Regions from separate parts of the Mus musculus genome. Here all the other regions are linked to region 2. The links are chromatin contacts, called in public HiChIP or PLAC-seq maps. All regions are on one chromosome and are shown on one strand. The core of a region is the stretch at or near the end of the contact, and the rest is flanking DNA. Distances in the headings are between cores, read along the strand shown. Region 1 has its middle 23 kb from the start of Zfp267. Region 2 has its middle 63 kb from the start of Gm42209. Region 3 holds the start of Zfp267 (zinc finger protein 267).

Region 1 (2,925 bases), core at 183-2,682, 170 kb after region 2:
GGTTAGAGAGATGGCTCAACAGTAAGGATCACTAACTGCTCCTGGAGAGGACCAGAGTTCACCTCACAGCACCTGTATTGGGCAGCTTACAATCATGTGTAACTCCAGCTCCAGGATATATGACAACCCCTCTGGTCTCTTCAGGCACACACCCACACACAGACATATATGCACACACATAATTAAAACTATTGAGGTGGCTAGAGAGGTGCCTCAGTGATTGAGAGCACTTGCTGCTCTTGCTGAGAGCCTGGGTTCAGTTCTCAGCACCCACAACCTGGAAGCTCACAACCATTTGCAACTCCAGTTCCAGGGCACTCAATAGCCAACACTTTATTGGCTCTTCACAGACACCAGGTCACACACATGGTGCACATACATGTATGCAGGCAAACACGTGCATAAAATAAAATAAATAGATTTTTGAAATACGTAAATAAATACTCAACAACAACAAACCCTTGAGTACATGGAGTTTGCCATAGTGGTCAGTGGAGTAATATCACTGGAATTATAGGCAGTTTTAAAATGCTTGGCATGGATGGTGGAAACTGAGCATGGATTTTCTGCAAGAGCAGTGTGCACTCTTTCTAGCTATCTTTCTAGCCTTTGTCCTATGAGAGAGAGGGGAGGGAGAGGGAGAGGGAGAGGGGGAGGGAGGGGGAGGGGAAGGGAGAGGGAGAGGGAGAGGGAGAGGGAGAGGGAGAGGGAGAGGGAGAGGGAGAGGGAGAGGGAGAGGGAGAGGGAGAGATCAGCTACACTTTTGAACCAAACTTGTCCTGTTAGGTTTAAGACAAAACTTGAGAATCTACCTATGCAGCCTATACACCGGTCCGAGGATTTGCTCCATGTCAAAGGATAGTTTGTAGAGAAGGAAGAAGACGATTATTACAAGTGAGAAGAATGAACCTAAGAGAGAATCCATTTCCAGGACTTAGAATTGAATTTTGTAGACACTGTCTTAACAAGATTGGAAATGAATAAAAGGATGGGCAGAGATAGAAGGAGAGATCTGCATTTCAAAACTATAGAGTAGAGATGTGTACTGTAGGGTAGAGAGATGGCTCAGTAGTTCAGAGCACTTTCCCACTCTTGTAGGTGATCCAGGTTAGGCTCTTAGCACTCACAGCTGACAACTGCCAAGAACTCCAATTCCAGAAGTCTGACCTCACCAACTACCGATGCGTATGTAGTAGACACAAATTCTCATAGGACTTGTAGACATCATGAGAGTAGTATCATGCTTGCACATTAATAACATCTGGTAGGGGAACCAGATATACTTTTGGTAAAAAGTAATGACTTTTATACTAGATTGATTCTTTATGAACTTTATGGAACAAACAAAGCTCCCCAATGAGCAGAGATGACTCATGCCCGGGCATTAGTGGCTGTGCCTGTGCTGGGGTAAGAGTTGCCAAGGCTGCAGAGTGTGTCTGATAAGATCAACAAGCACACAGGCAAGAAAGTCAGCCAGATGAGTGTTCCTGCCTTGGTTTCCAGATACAGAGGCTTGGTGACTGGGCCTCCAGACCTGAGAAGCAAGGACCCTCCAGAGTCTTCAGCAACATTTAGGCCAATCATGACCGATGGGGCCAGATAGGGAGGAACAGACATGGGCTGAGGTGCCACTCAACACACCACACCAAGCCTATTCTCAACTCAACAGAAATCCCCATTGTTTCCCGGAGAATTCTGCAGAGAAGCATTAATGGCATCTTAGCTCTGTCTGAATAGTCTGCGAGACAACCACCTGTATTCTAGAGAGCACGAAGTGAGTTTGCTCCGCTTGGGAAATGACGGATGTGAGGTAAGCATCTGGAAAGTTCCGTGCAGTGAGGTCTCTTCTGAGAGGAGAATCTTCTACTTCTGAGCTACTCGCTCACTCTTCTACAAGCCACACTCCTCTACCTGTGAAGTTTGTTACTGAAATATGGGGTGCTCTCTGACATTTTTGAGATTATAGGACATCTACCCGGGTTGCCAAGCAGCAATCCTGGCTGGGAATGGTCCAGGCACACAGACCAGAGAATTAACCTGTCTGATGGCAATTTATTGTGTCTGTGACATAAATATTTTATTGAGCTGACATATTTGCTTTGTTCTCTTCCTGTATTTGCTTGACCACATATCCTGACATCTGTCCATGTCACTGCGCAGACATCTAAGCCAGCTTTTCACTCACAGACCAATACTTTATTATGAGACTGTATGATCAACAGCTCAGCACCTCATTATCTTCAATGTCTCTTTAAGAGTAACATTACCATGGACATTCCTGACCTTTGCCTTTTTCTCTTGGCCTGTTTATTTCTTTATGAAAAGTACCTGGAGGATGAATTTCTTGATCAGTCAGAGCACCCTAAGGGGATTCTGGGTATCTGTCTGTGACAGACCTCTACTGACCTGCCTCATGTCCAAGGAATTGTGTATGGCCTAAGCAGAATCAGACATCAGGCCCTGGCCCTGCTCTCAGCAGCTTGCAACCTTATCTGTGGCGGTTGTTTTGTTTTACCACAAAGACCTTCTATCTTGTAGGTCATAATATGAGTTATACTTGTGAGATATGAGTAGAGTGATTAAGAGGGGAAGATCTTGGTGAAGACAGAAGAAAGGTATTTGGGGGAGCAGCAAAGAGAACTAGAGCCTTGTAATCTACTATCTAATTGTACCACTATCTTGGTGCTCATTCAAGCCCTGGGAATCTTCAGGTCCAAAAGAAGAGGAAAAGAAGGAGGCCTTGGTTTCCTAGGAGCCATTGAGTCAGAGAATGTGCTGCAAGCAGTGTGAGTTGGGTGGGGGGGCAAGTGCCTTCCACAGCAACCACCAGCCCAGCACTTCCAAAGAGACTACTATACTTCACTCTACTATACTATAGTTCTTAACTTGTGGGTCACAACCTCCTTGACAAACTTCTATCTCCAA
Region 2 (3,112 bases), core at 322-2,821:
GAACAGGATCCCTGCATTTCCTCAGAGCCAAACCCCCAGAGAGAAGCCTGCTGGATGGAAAAGTAGCAGAACATGGCGGAGGAGAGGCGCCGAGTTCCTTAAGTTCCTTAAGATTTCAGAACAGAAGTGGCTGGGGATCGCACGACTAAGCTGAAGGGTCTGTCCATAGCTGAGAAGCCCACGCAGCCCGTGAGGGTACAGAAATCCTATCATGCCTCCATACCAATTTGATCTCCCTTGTCACAAGACAAGCATTTTGTAGTTCTTTCTTGGCACCGTTTTCCCCCCTGTCTCCTGTTTATTCTCATTTAAAGACCTAGGGTTTTCTTCTTTTTTTTATTACTAAGAAACTAGTAGCAATTAAGAAGAAACTGTTTTCTCAACAAGAACCTACCATCCCCACGCCCATGGGTTCTACAATTTGTCAACATGAATAAAGTGTTCTCTTCTCTAAAACTAATCCTACATTATGTCTTTAGTCCTACCCATTCTGCCAACACAGGATGAGACTCTTGCCAATCGTTCCCTCCTTTCCTATCACTCCATTCCTATCTTCACGATCATTTCTATCCTCAGACAATTAAGCTGTAAGTTTTTCCAATTCTTAACATTTCTCTAAACTACACCCACATTCTTCAAAATTCCTAAGAGCAGTAAGGCAGCCCTTATTGTAGACATTTTCTGTGTGCATGTGTTGTATTTACCATAGAGCAGCTAAATACTACCACATAATATGAGTCAGTTTTCAGTCACCAAAATACATTACTTAATAACTGTGGGGAATGGGTTCCATGTGCCCCACAGATAATCAAATCAAATCCAAAGATGGGGCTTGTGTTCATTTGAAGGGGGCACTTCTAGTGCTAAGGTCCTGTTCCCCAATAAGAAAGGAACAGGCCAGACTTCCAGATCCCAGGAGGATAAGACAGTCATAAGGAAAAAGAGGAGGAAATTTTCTGCCATGCTTTGGAGGAGGAAAAGGAGAAAGAGGAGAAAGAGGAGAAGAAGGAGGAGGAGGAGAAGGAGGAGGAGCAGGAGGAGGAGGAGGAGGAGGAGGAGGAGGAGGAGGAGGAGGAGGAGGAGGAAGAAGAAGAAGAAGAAGAAGAAGAAGAAGAAGAAGAAGAAGAAAGAAGAAGAAGAAGAAGAAGAAGAAGAAGAAGAAGAAGAAGAAGAAGAAGAAGAAGAAGAAGAAGAAGAAGAAACCATGTGAGAGCTGGGGTCTGTGGCCACTACTACAGGCAGGTGGTCATGGATGTTTGGCAGTGGCTAGGTGGGACTAACCACTGAAATTTAGCGAAGGTGGGAGGAGCAGAGGTTAAAAATATTATTAAGGGCATGCTTTTCCAGTGGGAAATAGTGTCTTAAGGCAAGTGGAAAAGGAGCAAACTGTGTGTGTGTGTGTGTGTGTGTGTGTGTGTGTCTTTTGTTGGATTCAAGGGAAGCTGGGAGGGAGCTAATAGTGTGGTCACTTCTCAGAGCAAAAGGCGATAGCAACATTAGTTACTTCCCTAGTGTCTAAGGTAAAATCCCTAATAAAAGCAACTTAACAAAGAAAGGGTTTGTTTTGACTCATTGTTTGAGAACGCAGCACTACGTGGTAGGGAAGGGATGGTAGCTGGGGTGTGAGACGCTTTATCAACGTCATGTGCAGTCGGGAAGCAGAAAGAGATCAAAGGGAGACCTGGAAAGGAGAAAGCATTTGTAATATAAATAAAGAAAATATCCAAAAAGAAGGAGGAGGAGGAGGAGGAGAACACTATTGAGACATTGGTCTTCAAGTTCCAACACAATTCAAAAGTCCAACATCCAGACTTTTCTGAGATTCAAGGTAACCTACTAACTGTGATCCTCTGTGAAGAAACAGACTCAAAAACCAAACAACGAAATAAATAACACCCAGGTTACACACTTCCAGTGTACAATTGCACAGACTGAGCAGTCTCATTTCAAATGGGAGGAAAGGGTGGCCTAGCAAGGGATGGTGAATTGAAACCCAGCAAAGCAAACACCCAAATCTTGCAGCTCCATGTTCGGTGCCAAGGGCTCTTTCTAGAATCAGCTGGGTCCCAAAGGGCTTGACTAGCTCTGTCCCTCCAGCTCTGCTGCCTGTGGCACACGTTGCCTTACTCTTGGACTGCCTCCATTTTGTGCTGACATCTTTCTTTGCCAGCTGCTGCTCATTATTGGAATCCTCAGCATCCTTGGGATCCTGCCACAGCTTATGTCTCACCTTCACTTTCATAACCAGGTCATTTGAACACTCCATTCAGAAAACCCAGCCTGGGTGCATGTTTCCCCGTCTCAGCAGTTTTCTGGAGCCTTGATACAAGCCTCCCAGACCTCCTTACTCTTCACTCTGCTTGTCTGCAGAATCTGTATCATGTGACGATGCCTAACTGTGTCACTGGCTTAAGATATAGTGCCACAGACCACCCCAGTCGGGTATGGGGGTCCCTGGAATGAGGGTCCTCGAAGCTAGGTGGGTAAGGATTCGGCGGTGACAAACAGAAACAAACACAGACACACTTTGAATCTGAGTGTATTTTGCAGCTCTCAAGCAAGGGATTTTATATATTAAAAAACTAGACATTACATCTCTTAGAATCTGTATCCAGCGAAACAATCACAAATACCAACAAAAATCATTTGGCACAGTAAAGCACAAAAATCTTCTAAGCATTACAACTCTGAAACTATGTGTTCAGTGAATCACAAACAGAACAGGTAACATCATTATTAATATAAATCATCAAAACATAACAATTCCAAAAGGATGAATTTAGTGGGGCTAGTGGCATATTTCCAAGCAGGTTAATAGATCTTTATGGTCAGTGCTCTTAACCGCTGAGCTACCTCTCCAGCCCCATATGGTCAGCTATTATTTAACAGCTAATGCCTGATTTTCTATAAATCTTCAGCACATAAATTTAAACTATTTTAATTCTTTCTAATTAAGGCTTTCTTTACCACATACCAAAACCCACCTCCGATGACACACGTGCAGCCATATGAAATTGTATTGTTGGTAAAGTTTTTTTTTTATCTATCATTATAGTGTTGTAAATGATTTAAAAAGTAAAGCATTGGTTTCCCCGGGGCTAAGGCCATGTTA
Region 3 (3,052 bases), core at 57-2,556, 190 kb after region 2:
ACACTTCTCCCATGACTACTTGGCAGTCTGGATTCATTCTTACAAACTTGCAGCAAGGATTTAATTAAGCAACCAGAAGGCCTCCTGCATGCTAAGTACAACTGGCAGAATATTGATCAAAAGGCTGAGATAGCTCAAGTGCGTTTCAGATGGGAGAACACCAAGACATCCAGCAGCGTCCCAATGCGGTCTAGCCTCACACCCCAGGCTGCTGGGACGATCAGCCCAGACACTGACATCATTGGATGCTCCTAGACACTGGAGACAAGGCAGCTGGTGTTGGCATCTCTGAAACCCGGGCAAGGAAAGGGCCAAGTAGAGTCAGATGAAGATAGACCCATCACTATGGAAAATCTCCAAAAGGCAAGTACAACCCCAAAGCATTCTGATTGGGGTTCCTGTGTCTAAGGATGACAAAATGAGAGGCATTGTGTGTGTGTGTTTTAATAAAAAATCAAGTGATTTTATGTTAAATATCCATAGGGTAAATCCTTTTTAAAATGTCGCCCAGTGTGTGGAGTGGGGAAAAAAACCAATCAAGCAAAATGTATGTCTATTTGAAATGCTGCGTGGGAAATGGGTGTTAATATTATTTTTTAAATGGGCATTTGGGAATGCGGTCAGGAGATGGAAATTTAGGAATCTTCCTCCAACCAGAGGAGAAGCGAGGACAGGGGAAGAGCAGTCATCTGGATAGGAGATTCTGCTTCGCGTTTATCTAGACTGCTCGGGAGGAGGGACAGGACACCTCACTGAACACTTTCCCTGCGGGAGCCCTACGCTTGCAGGTTATCGCCGCACAATCCGGGCTACTAGGCTGGAGCCTCTGAGGACTCCAGGGCAGCAGGGTCTGACCCTGGGCCTTCACTGCACCGGCTAGCTCGGGGGCGCGGCCGGGTACCGGGGATCTCCAGCTCAGGCTGCGCGGTGACGCATGGCCCACCAAGGGGGACCTCAAGCCGGCCGATCCCAAGGGCCGGCCGCAGGAAGGCGGGGCCGCCGTCGCCCCCCATGCAGTCGCCGGCTCCCCCTCGGCTCCCCGCAGCCCTCCAGCCTCGCCGCGCCACGCACACACTCACCAGCAGGCTTCAGCAGTGCTCACCGTCCTCCCACATCGAGCACTGGCCGCAGCCGATTCCCACCGGCTCTACACAGCCTCCCTCCAGTCTCAGGACACCATGCACACTCACCATTGTGGCTTGACTACGCGGAGTCCGCGTCCTCCCGGTGGATGGCCCGGCACCCTACAGACGCAGGGCAAACGGATGCCGCAGGGCTGAGCTACAGTCTACACCGGAAGAGACCCAGCCTGAGGAGGATTCCAAGATCCTGGACTTCAGAAACACAGCATGAAGGCCCGCCCCCTCTACCCTGTCTAAACGTCTGATTCGAAGTTCTCACCATCGTGCTGCTGATTGGATGACTTTCCGGTCCCGCCCCATCAGGCCCCAGCACTACCCTATGGGCTGAAATGACAAGTTTTTGGTACAGTTGTAGTAAAGCTGACCCTAGAGGAATCATTCCCATTTACTATTGTATATAAAGTCAGACCAATTTATGAATCATATATATGTATATTATTCGCAATAGAGAAGAGCTTTGGCACCATTTCCCCCTGAGCTCTGTCCTTGAATTTCAAATTTTAAAAGGGGAAAAAAATCTCCTGAATCAGCAATATTGAATATAGAAAGGGGGAGTAATACTCAAGTGTTACTGTACTGGCTAGTTTTGTGTCAACTTGACACAGTTGGGGTTACAATAGAGAAAGGAGCTTCAGTTGAGGAAATGCCTCCATGAGATCCAACTGTAAGGCATTTTCTCAATTAGTGATCAAGGGGGAAAGGCCCCTTGTAGGTGGGACCATCTCTGGGCTGGTAGTCTTGGGTTCTATAAGAAAGCAAGCTGAGCAAGCTAGCAAAGCATGCCAGTAAAGAACATCCCTCCATGGCCTCTGCATCAGCTCCTGCTCCCTGACCTGCTTGAGTTCCAGTCCTGACTTCCTTTGATGATGAACAGCAGTATGGAAGTGTAAGCCTAATAAACCCTTTCCTCCCCAACTTGCTTCTTGGTCATGATGTTTGTGCAGGAATAGAAACCCTGACTAAGACACTTACTTAATTTAAAATTTTCTACTGTTCATATTAAAGTTAAAACAGTGATTGTAATAAAACCCAGTATATCCAAACATATCATCATATGTGGAATTGGTTACACACACACACACACACACATATACATATATGTATACATACATACATACATACATATACACATATACATACATGCACACATATGTATACACACACATATATGTGTGTGTGTGTGTGTGTGTGTGTGTATATATATATATATATATATATATATATATATATATATATATATATATATATGTTACTATACTAAATCATCCAAATTCGGGTCTTCAGCAGGTTTCAGGTCACGTCTGTCACAGTCCTCTTCTGAGAGCTATAATTTTCCTGACCTCAAGAAAGTGAGGGGAACCTGAGAATCTCTCCCATTTATGTCAGAAGTGAAGCAACACAGTTTCCTGCCAATATTTCTTTTAGGTCCCAGTGAATGGGGGTAACCATGTCCTAAAACAGATCAGGGGACTTCAACCAGGAGTGTTCAAAGGTGGGCACATGAGGAGGGAAGCCTGTCTCTTGATCCCTCCATGGCCTTGCCCCCCTGTGATTTAAATAGATTATAAGAAAAATTACCACCACCACCACCACCCCTTTTTAGTTTGGCCTTGGACCTAATTGTCAGGCTGTAGATTCGGGTTTTCTTTTGTGAGACATGGTGCAAATTTAATTACCCAACCATATGCACACATGTCTACAAATTTTTCTGTATAATTCAACACCATCTAGCAATAGATCATCCAACTTTAATTAGTGGGGAAGTAAACTAATGCATATATAGCAGCTACTATTTGCCAGGTAACTTAGGATTAAAATATCATTAAGTCATGGTATCGTGCCTGTAAGTGTGCATTCATCTTCTATCTCTGAATAACAAACCACACTAAAACTTAGCGGATGGTGATAAG

The links. HiChIP or PLAC-seq counts read pairs in DNA pulled down with a chosen protein or histone mark.
Region 1: a contact with region 2 is called in a FOXA1 HiChIP or PLAC-seq map of pancreatic cancer cells. The contact joins two enhancer-like sites. A contact is called at or near these places in 3 of 15 datasets of contacts at CTCF or cohesin (all in embryonic stem cells), 31 of 484 Hi-C or Micro-C datasets (bone marrow-derived macrophages, differentiating embryonic stem cells, embryonic stem cells and 8 more), 7 of 115 datasets of contacts at active chromatin or transcription factors (embryonic stem cells and pancreatic cancer cells) and 3 of 9 other capture datasets (embryonic stem cells, liver and pancreatic islet).
Region 3: a contact with region 2 is called in an HNF4G HiChIP or PLAC-seq map of pancreatic cancer cells. The contact joins the promoter of Zfp267 here to the enhancer-like site in region 2. A contact is called at or near these places in 1 of 484 Hi-C or Micro-C datasets (embryonic stem cells), 7 of 115 datasets of contacts at active chromatin or transcription factors (embryonic stem cells and pancreatic cancer cells) and 2 of 9 other capture datasets (liver and pancreatic islet).

The regions. Positions count from the first base shown.
Region 1 is chr3:36,172,433-36,175,357 of GRCm38.p6, reverse strand. No RefSeq gene overlaps it. Among named protein-coding and RNA genes, the nearest start is that of Zfp267, 23 kb to the right of the region's middle. Within about 2 kb of position 1,432, at least 12 of the 459 cell types and tissues checked have an H3K27ac peak or open chromatin away from gene starts, as enhancers often do. A contact at or near this core is called in pancreatic cancer cells, where this site is marked.
Region 2 is chr3:36,341,715-36,344,826 of GRCm38.p6, reverse strand. No RefSeq gene overlaps it. Among named protein-coding and RNA genes, the nearest start is that of Gm42209, 63 kb to the left of the region's middle. Within about 2 kb of position 1,571, at least 6 of the 459 cell types and tissues checked have an H3K27ac peak or open chromatin away from gene starts, as enhancers often do. A contact at or near this core is called in pancreatic cancer cells, where this site is marked.
Region 3 is chr3:36,149,334-36,152,385 of GRCm38.p6, reverse strand. Zfp267 (zinc finger protein 267) reads right to left here and starts at 1,306. Exons shown (of 4, transcript NM_001101478.1): 1 at 1,191-1,306. The coding sequence starts at 1,193.